Linked DNA regions of Ovis aries: region 2 is linked to region 1. A link is a contact called in public Hi-C data. All regions are on one chromosome and are shown on one strand. Each heading gives the region's core, a stretch centred on a gene start, on an enhancer-like site or on the middle of the called end of the contact. The rest is flanking DNA. Distances are from core to core; before and after follow the strand shown.

What was found. Hi-C and Micro-C count contacts between places; a contact is called where the count stands out from the background.
Region 2: a Hi-C map of liver shows a contact between it and region 1, with 6 times the contacts expected there. The contact joins two enhancer-like sites. A contact is called at or near these places in 12 of 16 Hi-C or Micro-C datasets (blood, hypothalamus, liver and 7 more).

Annotation. Positions count from the first base shown.
Region 1 is chr2:218,506,180-218,510,984 of ARS-UI_Ramb_v3.0, forward strand. RPL37A (ribosomal protein L37a) reads left to right here. Exons shown (of 6, transcript XR_009599642.1): 5 at 3,745-3,876. Among named protein-coding and RNA genes, the nearest start is that of RPL37A, 12 kb to the left of the region's middle. Within about 2 kb of position 3,137, at least 9 of the 54 cell types and tissues checked have an H3K27ac peak or open chromatin away from gene starts, as enhancers often do. A contact at or near this core is called in liver, where this site is marked.
Region 2 is chr2:218,657,054-218,662,206 of ARS-UI_Ramb_v3.0, forward strand. It overlaps IGFBP2 (insulin like growth factor binding protein 2), which reads left to right. Exons shown (of 4, transcript NM_001009436.1): 4 at 1-276. Among named protein-coding and RNA genes, the nearest start is that of IGFBP5, 29 kb to the right of the region's middle. Within about 2 kb of position 2,433, at least 1 of the 54 cell types and tissues checked has an H3K27ac peak or open chromatin away from gene starts, as enhancers often do. A contact at or near this core is called in liver, where this site is marked.

The DNA.
Region 1 (4,805 bases), core at 1,887-4,386:
TGCAAGTGAATATAGACTATAAGTAAATACAGACTGCACTAAAAGTATTGGGGTAAGACTAAAATAGAGCAACAGCATATAGGTTGAGAAAGGGTAAACAGTATTAAAATGTTCCAGAGTTCTTGGATCATTCGGCAAGAGGTCAGATTACAAATCAAGTATGTGTTGTAATCTCTGGAATCATTAAAAGGATAGAAAATAATGTATAACTAACAAACCAGTGGAAATAGAACTAAAAAGCAATTAAAAGGAATAGGAAAAGATTAAAGAAAGACCTAAAGAATCAGATATAAATGATAAAATATAAGGATACAGACACATTAAAAACATAAAGATACAGAAAGGTTTAAAGTAAAAGGATAAAGTTATAACCTGAAAACACTGATCCGTGGGGTGAAAGCAGTATTAATATTTAACAAGGTGGACTTTGAGGCAGGAAAGCATTGCTAGAAACAAAGTGACATCGTTAAACAGAAAAGAAATGTGTGCATAAGTGTTCAGCATTTCTGGGCCACTGATGAAGATAGGGAATGCTAGAAGTAGGCGAGGATGGGTCTGAAGATGTTCCTGAGGAGCATACTGAGCAATAACTGAAGAACCGGGAGGAAATAGGGAGAACTGATAAAGTTCTACAAAGTCAATGCCAAGGAGCACGAAGACCCAGCAAGTTGGAGTCATCATAAGCTAGAAAAGATGTTAATTAGTTAATTCCTAAATAATTAATTCTATGAAGCAAAAACTAAAACAATACCAAGGAGTATTCCAGCAGCTCAAGATGTAATAGATGCTAATCATTTTTAGAAAATTAACTTTTTAAGAGACGAGCCATCGTTGTCTATGGTTTTGTTCTCTGTTGCTGAAGCCTGGCTGCCCCATTTTCCTGGGCTGGCATTAAACATTGATGTATCTCTGGAAGTGTCAGCAGGGGAAAACAGGAGTAATCATTGTTGAGTGTATATCACTATATTCACCATTTGTTTTGTGACTTTAGGAACAGATTTCATAAGGTGCCCTGGTATGGTCACTAGTTCTCTTTTTGAAGGTTTAGCTTCCCTGGTAGCTCAACTGGTAAAGAATCTGCTTGCAATATGGGAGACTTGGGTTTGATCCCTGAGTTGGGAAGATGCCCTGGAGGAAGGCATGGCAACCCACTCCAGTATTACTGCTTGGAGAATCCTGTGGACACAGGAGCCTGGTGGGGTACAGTCCATGGGGTTGCAAAGAGTCGGACACGACTGAACGACTAAGCACAGCACCCAAGTATATAGTGTAATTTGGCCTTGGAACCTGATGGGTTTACATATATTCTTTGGGAACCTAATCTGTAAACCAAGAAAGTACTTATCTACAGATACTCACTCCTCAACACAGCAGAGATTTGTCATGTTTTTGCTGCAAGCAACATATATGACGCTAGGGGGTGATACAGGATAACCAGAAGAAAGTAACAGCCTGGCAATGAAGTGTAAGATTTGGAAGATTCATCTAGAGGGCGTATATCAAATGGCTAGGAGCTTGTATAAAATTACAGTTTAGTAAGTCTTAAGTTATTTTAAAATTTCCATAATGTCAAGCAGCCTAAGGAAGGAAAGAAACTGAAGGATTTAATAATTATAGGTCTTTTGGGACAAACCACTTATAATTAAAATGAACTTGAATGTATTTTCTAGGGTTTGCTAGTTTGAAGAGAAAGTTTTAATTTAGTATTTTCACTAATAATTAAATTATTTTACCAGTTGTAAAATCTCTTGTAGTGTTAGTGCATCTTTAAAATATATTTAATTGAATAAGGTTTTGTTTATGAAGCATTTCTCAAACTTAAGGTGTACAGGTCTCTCGACCACATTATCAGATGCTTCAAGAATTTTATTTTTCTCTTTTAAAAGGTCAGTACAGGAGGAACGTATTAAACACACTGTCAAAACCCTGGACTTTCTAACTGAGTAACTAAAGCAATGAAGACACAAACCAGTAGCCCCCCAGAGTAAGTCAAAAGGTTACACAGATGCAGGGAGATGCCCTCATGACTCCACTACTGGGCAGAGCCAATGGATTGCTCAAGGGAGGTATGACTTAAAAGGGAGCCAGTATGAGAGGGGCTGATCTCTGATGGGGGAGCTGTGTGTGTGCATGGGTGTGCACATGTGCGCATGAAATGGTGTGATTTGTTAAGATTCAAAGGCCAGTGTTACAGGGTTGATTTGGATCTTCACTTCTTTTTCCTGATGTTCTTTTTTCGAAGTCTTTCTTCCCTTCCAAACCACTATTCCTTAATCATCAACTATTCCTTCCTCATCAACTCACAGCTATTCTGCTTGTAAATTTCCCTGCTTTCAAGTTGTGACTAGCAGCAGGAGAGTTTTATCAAGAATACCTAACATGTGACCTTGCTGTGAGCCTGATGTTGACCTGTGTTAGCTCATGTAATCCTTGAGGCAGCCTGCGCCAAATGACTGTGGGACCATATTTTCCAATGCTCTTCTGGATTTGACTCCTGTTTACCTTTCCAGTCTTATCTGTTTTCACGTTTTGTTTCCACTCTGAGCACTGAACTTGCCTCGTGCTTGAAGATCATAGCAAGTATTGGTCACGCGCTCTCTGTTGTTGACTCTCCTTTGCTCCTGCGTTGTCTCCCTTTCTCTTCTCACCAGACTCATGGGATTAATACAGTTCTTTCTTCCATTTTCCAGACAAGGTAAAAGTAGCTTAGAAAAGTTAAATGTTATGTCTAAGGTCGCACACTTCAGAGAGAGAGAGGAATGTGAGAAAAGGATGAATTTGGGACCTAGAAGTTTCGTTTTCCAGCTTTAGCTCTGTTAGTTTAGTGGCTTGAACTTCAGAGAAAACTTACTTTTTACAGATAAAAAGATTGAGGTTTCCTGAGCGTGATACACCATGAGGGATTTTGGTGATGGGAGGGCCGACACAGGCCTGAGACAAAGGCGTAAAGTTAGGGAGGGGACAACAGAATGGAAAGGAAAGAAGGTTTTCAAGAAGTAATGTTAATAAAGTACAAACAGGACTCCACTGATTAAATTAGATCACGTGTACATCCTGAGCCTCGGACTCAGGACTGCGGGCTTATTGTGTTTGATGCAGGAAGGTGAGTGTAAGAATGGACAGCAGAGGGAGCTCTTGGTAAGTTTTGCTCATCAAGCCTCGTCTCAGAAGGAGGAGACAGTGAGAAAGTGCCGTCTTCTCTGGTGCTCCTTCACCACGGGCTTATTTCTTCCCATTTTTCACTCAGTGCCATGTATCATTTCCCGGACAGATGTGCCTGTGCAGTGCAGCCTTGTGCCTCCCCTCACGAGTCCCTGTGTGGTTGCCGCTTTACTCCTCTTCACTAGATAGGGAGGCCAAGCCCCACGGGACCTGACTCACTACCCCCAGTTCAGTTACACACTGGGAAGCAGCTGAGTCAGGATTCTCGTTCTTTCTGGATTTCTAAAGTTTGGCCTCCTCATCCTCAAGTCACTTTTCTGTGTCCCTGAATGTTTTATAGGCCTGTATTCCTTCTCTGCAAATGCATTCCTGGGTACTGAGAGGGTTAAAAGGACACTCCTAGAGTAGCACAGTTTTAGAAGGGACATTTTAAAAGCACAGTGCTTTAACTCATAGAAGCCGGTTGTCCTATAGCCAGAATGTGGAGGGTGGTGAAGGAAATGGTGGTACCTAGGGAGTGGATTTGGGGGCATTAAACTCTCCTCATAATTTCCATTTGCCTTCTCTCTTTTTTATAAACAGCTGACACTATCTCAGTCTTTTGTCTGAATCGGCAAATACAGCTTCAGAACTCTACCCTGGCTGCCCCTTTCCCTCAGCTCCACTGTGGCGGCCTGTCCTGGCGGTGCTCAGACGTTCCTCCTGTGAGTGATGGTGGGTTGCCTCACTGGGGGAAGGACCCCCAAAAGGAATGAGCTCCATCTTCACATCTATAATTGCTACAAAATAAAGATGCCTGTCTTCTCCCCTTTCTTTTCTGGGACCCCACTGTGCCGACCCAGGCCCGGTTGGGAGTGGGGGAGGGGCCCAGCAAAGACCTGGTGACAGGCTGATTGATGGGTTCCCCGCCTCTGCTGGCCCTCCCGCCCACTCCTGCAGGCTCTGGCCCAGGTCCACCCTCGGCTGCCTGAGGGGTCTGCTTTTCTTTTCTTTGAGTCAGCACCAATGAGTCAGGGCCAAGATCGTCTGGGGGTAGGGGGCAGTACTGCAGGAGGCTCCCCTGCAGGGAAGGGAGTGAGCACTTAGTTGCCCAAAGGAAGGCGTGGTGAGGAGCAGCTGAAGGGGGCCACTGGGGTTGTGATCAGAGGAGGCTGAGCAGGGGTTGGATTTGTTGATGTTACTGACCATCAGCGGTTGAAACACTTTCTTGTAGAAAAACACAGGGATTACTCAAACCATATTGTTTGGGGCCCTTAAAAAATCCAGGTTGTCCCTCTCGTACTTCAGCTCTACTCTTTTAGAGAAGCCAAAATGGAAACCAAATATCCGTGAACTCAGCTAACAGGTGAGGTGAAAGGCAGGTGAGTGAAACTCATATACATGCCAACAGTAATTCTATCATGTCCTTTGCCAGAGCTGCTGAGGGTCAAAACAAAGTGGCTGATGACGTGGCAGATATTTGGTAGTATCCGTCTGTACTCCACTGCACAGGCAGTACACACTGCTAGTGGAGACAGGAGGAGAGTTACATGTGGCTGGAAGGTAGACAGAGGGACAGAAATTGAGTTTCTAGCCTTCCAATAACAGTTAGGGAAGACAGTATGGGAGGGGGTAAACCAGTGTTGCTCTTCTTGCTAATGGTC
Region 2 (5,153 bases), core at 1,183-3,682, 150 kb after region 1:
TGATGGGTGGCGGGGCGGAGCTTCCAGGAGTTCTGACATGTGTATTTATATTTGGAAAGAGACCGGCACCGAGCTCGGCACACCCCACCCCACCCCCACCTTCCCCCTCCCCAGCTGGAGATGCCTGCACCCTCCCTGCTCGAGGCCCTGCTGGGCAGGAAGGGGATGGTTGCAGTGGCGGAGCTGGGGTAAATGTTTGGGAGAGGGAAAAAAAGAAATTTTTATTTTTGAACCCCTGTGTCTCTTTTGCTTAAGATTAAAGGAAGGAAAAATAAAGCTTGTGTGTCTTTTGCCTGAGTCTTTGCTCCCCCGCCCCCGGTCCAAAAGAGGTTCTGAGGCTTGCCAGCTTCCTTCCCTCCAGCTTTGCCCCGACTGCGTGGGCAAGCTGGGCAGGCCAGCCTTAGGTTCATAACAGAAAGGAGATGGATGGAGCGGAGGAAGTCATGAATCCAGGTGGAGCCCCCTAGCACAGCCCTAGGAGTCTGGCCAACCTCCCCTGCCCCTGGGGTGGGCTCTGGGGGAGGAGGGGTGGACCCCAGTGTCTCTTCTTCCATCTCACATTGAGATGACACTGCAGAGGAAGAAAGGGATCCCAGAAATTGGAATTGGGGTCCTCTGGCCCCCCAAATTAAGGAGAGCTCTGTTACCCCACGGGAGACATGTAATCACCCCGAAGGGAAGTTAGTGGGTCTGTTGTGACTTGGAGTCTCAGACCTGCTTGCTGAGGGGCCCAAGGAGCTGTCTGGCTCCAGAATAGCAAGCATCTCTTGGCTGAAGCCGAGGGACCAGGGAAAGGGCACAGACACAGGCCCTAGTTCTGAAGCAGAATTCTGCCCGCTTGGTTCTGTTGGTATCTCCAGCCCCGGCCAATTCCAGGGGGCTCCCCACCTGGCCGGCGTCCCTGGTGGCTCAGTGGTAAAGACTCTGCCTGCCAATGCAGGCGATGCAGGGTCGATCCCTGGGTTGGGAAGAACCCCTGGAAAAGGAAACGGCACCCCACTCCAGTGCTCTTGCCTTGGAGAATCCCATGGACAGAGGAGCCTGGCGGGCTGCAGTCCATGGGATCTCAAAGGGCCTGGCGGGCTGCAGTCCATGGGATCTCAAAGAGCCTGGCGGGCTGCAGTCCATGGGATCTCAAAGGGCCTGGCGGGCTGCAGTCCATGGGATCTCAAAGAGCCTGGCGGGCTGCAGTCCATGGGATCTCAAAGAGCCTGGCGGGCTGCAGTCCATGGGATCTCAAAGAGCCTGGCGGGCTGCAGTCCATGGGATCTCAAAGAGCCTGGCGGGCTGCAGTCCATGGGATCTCAAAGAGCCTGGCGGGCTGCAGTCCATGGGATCTCAAAGAGCCTGGCGGGCTGCAGTCCATGGGATCTCAAAGAGCCTGGCGGGCTGCAGTCCATGGGATCTCAAAGAGCCTGGCGGGCTGCAGTCCATGGGATCTCAAAGAGCCTGGCGGGCTGCAGTCCACGGGATCTCAAAGAGCCTGGCGGGCTGCAGTCCACGGGATCTCAAAGAGCCTGGCGGGCTGCAGTCCACGGGGTCTCAAAGAGCCTGGCGGGCTGCAGTCCACGGGGTCTCAAAGAGCCTGGCGGGCTGCAGTCCACGGGATCTCAAAGAGCCTGGCGGGCTGCAGTCCACGGGGTCTCAAAGAGCCTGGCGGGCTGCAGTCCACGGGGTCTCAAAGAGCCTGGCGGGCTGCAGTCCACGGGATCTCAAAGAGCCTGGCGGGCTGCAGTCCATGGGATCTCAAAGAGCCTGGCGGGCTGCAGTCCATGGGATCTCAAAGAGCCTGGCGGGCTGCAGTCCATGGGATCTCAAGGAGCCTGGCGGGCTGCAGTCCATGGGATCTCAAAGAGCCTGGCGGGCTGCAGTCCATGGGGTCTCAAAGAGCCTGGCGGGCTGCAGTCCACGGGATCTCAAAGAGCTGGGCACAACTCAGTGGCTAAACAACAGCTTCACTTTGCAGGAGGCCACGGGGAAGTGGTGCTCGGTGCTTTCAGGCCCACTGTTCACACGGCCTCACTTTCCGCAGCGCCCTTCTGTGACATCGTACCCCTTCCCATGTGGAGGAGGGGACCAGAGGCAGCCATGCCTGGGCCACCACCCTCCTGATCAGCCACCTGGCAACTCAGGAAGGAGAGGCAGACGGACACCTGGGGCCAGGCCTGGGGGTGAGATGAGCTTCACTTGGAGAAGAAAAAAAGCAGGTGCCCCAAAGCAGGCAGATCCCCAGCCAGAGCCTCTGGGCTGTACCGGCGAATGGCTGACTGCCCCGGAAGTACATTAAAGCTCAGTTAGTCCTCAGGAATCCACAAATAAGGTGCTATTGTTAGCTTCACTTCACAGATGATGCCTAACCTGCACTGCCTGGGACCGGGTCCCCTGACTCCTAGGTGGGTTTGCTGCTCAGCCCTGAGTTATACTGCCCTCTGTGGGTGGACGCAGGGAGGTTCTGGAGAGTCTAGAGGGCTTTGGGCACTGGTTGGATCTGTGCCCTGTGGGTCACCAGCCCCTCCCCGAGGGGTGCGCCCCCTATCCTCTGATCCCCTCAGCTGTCGTCGGCAGCCGGTGGCTGCTACCCTGGCAGTTTTCAGCTTGACTAATATTTGAATCAACCGAGGCACTAAAAAAATTCTCATCCTGGGGCTGTGCCCTGCCATCAAAAAACAGGCAAGGTGTTTTAATTAATTAATGTAATCAAGGTTCTAGTGCTTTCCAGCCGAAATTGAGACACCTGGGTTTGAATTCTGTCCCACCACTTACTATTCGTTTGCCCAGAGCTGCATTACTCAACCACAGTTCAAAAGCATCAATTCTTCGGCGCTCAGCTTTCTTCACAGTCCAACTTTCACATCCATACATCACCACTGGAAAAACCATGGCCTTGACTAGATGGACCTTTGTTGGCAAAGTAATGTCTCTGCTTTTGAATATGCTATCTAGGTTGGTCATAACTTTCCTTCCAAGGAGTAAGCGTCTTTTAATTTCATGGCTGCAGTCACCATCTGCAGTGATTTTGGAGCCCCCCAAAAGAAAGTCTGATACTGTTTCCACTGTTTCCCCATCTGTTTCCCATGAAGTGATGGGACCAGATGCCATGATCTTCGTTTTCTGAATGTTGAGCTTCAAGCCAACTTTTTCACTCGTCTTTCACTTTGATCAAGAGGCTTTTAGTTCCTCTTCACTTTCTGCCATAAGGGTGGTGTCATCTGCATATCTGAGGTTATTGATATTTCTCCGGGCAATCTTGATTCCAGCTTGTGCTTCTTCCAGCCCATCATTTCTCATGATGTACTCTGCATATAAGTTAAATAAGCAGGGTGACAATATACAGCCTTGACATACTCCTTTTCCTATTTGGAACCAGTCTGTTGTTCCATGTCCAGTTCTAACTGTTGCTTCCTGACCTGCATATAGGTTTCTCAAGAGGCAGGTCAGGTGGTCTGGTATTCCCATCTCTCAGAATTTTCCACAGTTTATTGTGATCCACACAGTCAAAGGCTTTGGCATAGTCAATAAAGCAGAAATAGATGTTTTTCTGGAACTCTCTTGCTTTTTCAATGATCCAGCAGATGTTGGCAATTTGATCTCTGGTTCCTCTGCTGAAGAATTGATGCTTTTGAACTGTGGTGTTGGAGAAGACTCTTGAGAGTCCCTTGGACTGCAGGAAGATCCAAACAATTCATTCTAAAGAAGATCAGTCCTGGGTGTTCTTTGGAAGGACTGATGCTAAAGCTGAAACTCCAATACTTTGGCCACCTCATGCGAAGAGTTGACTCATTGGGAAAGACTCTGATGCTGGGAGGGATTGGGGGCAAGAAGAGAAGGGGACGACAGAGGATGAGATGGTTGGATGGCATCACGGACTCGATGAACAAGAGTTTGGGTGAACTCCAGGAATTGGTGATGGACAGGGAGGCCTGGTGTGCTGCAATTCATGGGGTTGCAAAGAGTCGGACATGACTGAGTGACTGAACTGAGCTGAACTGAACATTACTCACCTTCTCTGAGCCTCAGTTTTCTCACCTAATGGGCATGAGCCTCAGTTTTCTCACCTAATGGGGATGAGCCTCAGTTTTCTCACCTAATGGGGATGAGCCTCAGTTTTCCTCACCTAATGGGGATGTCTAATGGGGATGATTTCAGCCTCAACAGGGTTGATACCTAATGTCACCCAGTTGACAACAGCGTGGTATCAATGTGAGACAACAGATGTGGTTGTGCTCCGAGAGCTATATGAGTACCAAATGACAGGGGTTAGGATGGGGCCACTGCTGGGGTCAGTGCTCACGCCAGCCCCCACAATAGCTCACATGCCCCAAGGTTGCTAACTTGCTTGGATCCTTTCTGCAATGTTTTTTGCAGAGTTCTCCTGAGGATGCCACAGTCTCTTTGCCCATTTTCATGTCACTTGCCCACAGCCTCCTTGTAGCCTAAACCCTGTGAAGAGGTGGATTTTTACAGGTGTGTGAGCACCCTTCTGCTATGACTCTTGCTACAGGAAACACACTGACTGATGTAGTGTGACCTAGAAACCTTTTCAGAGGGAAAGCTTAATTGCACCCACGCGGGAAGATGGTTGGCTGGGCAGCGATCTCTGCTGATCAGAGATGTCAAGCTGATGGCTCACCTGGGATTAACTGCCTCTTCCAATTTTAGTTTTAAGACGGGAAGGTGATGAACACTGTGGCTATACTGCCACCGTGTGGCAATATAGGGAACTGCATCTGAGTTTGCATGGTCTCGAAGTCATTTGGGAGAAGGCAATGGCACCCCACTCCAGTACTCTTGCCTGGAGAATCCCAGGGACGGGGGAGCCTGGTCGTCTATGGGGTCGCAGAGAGTCAGACACGACTGAAGCGACTTAGCAGCAGCAGCAGCAGCAGCAGCAGCAGCAGCAAAGAGTTATTTGCATAAGGGTTGGTCCCAGGAGTCCAGGCTGAGTCAGCCGGGGATGCTTGTTAAACTTGCGATCTGTGGAATCTATCCTGGACTGCCTGTTCCCGTGCCCTCTGAATTTGGAGAATCACTGCTGTAGTGACCTCATCTATCTGTCAGGTGTGTCTGGAATACTAGCTCCGTGTGATGGGGTAGTTGAGAGCATGAGTTTGGAGATAAGGCAGTCTTGGAATTTAGGCTGTACCTACTTAAGC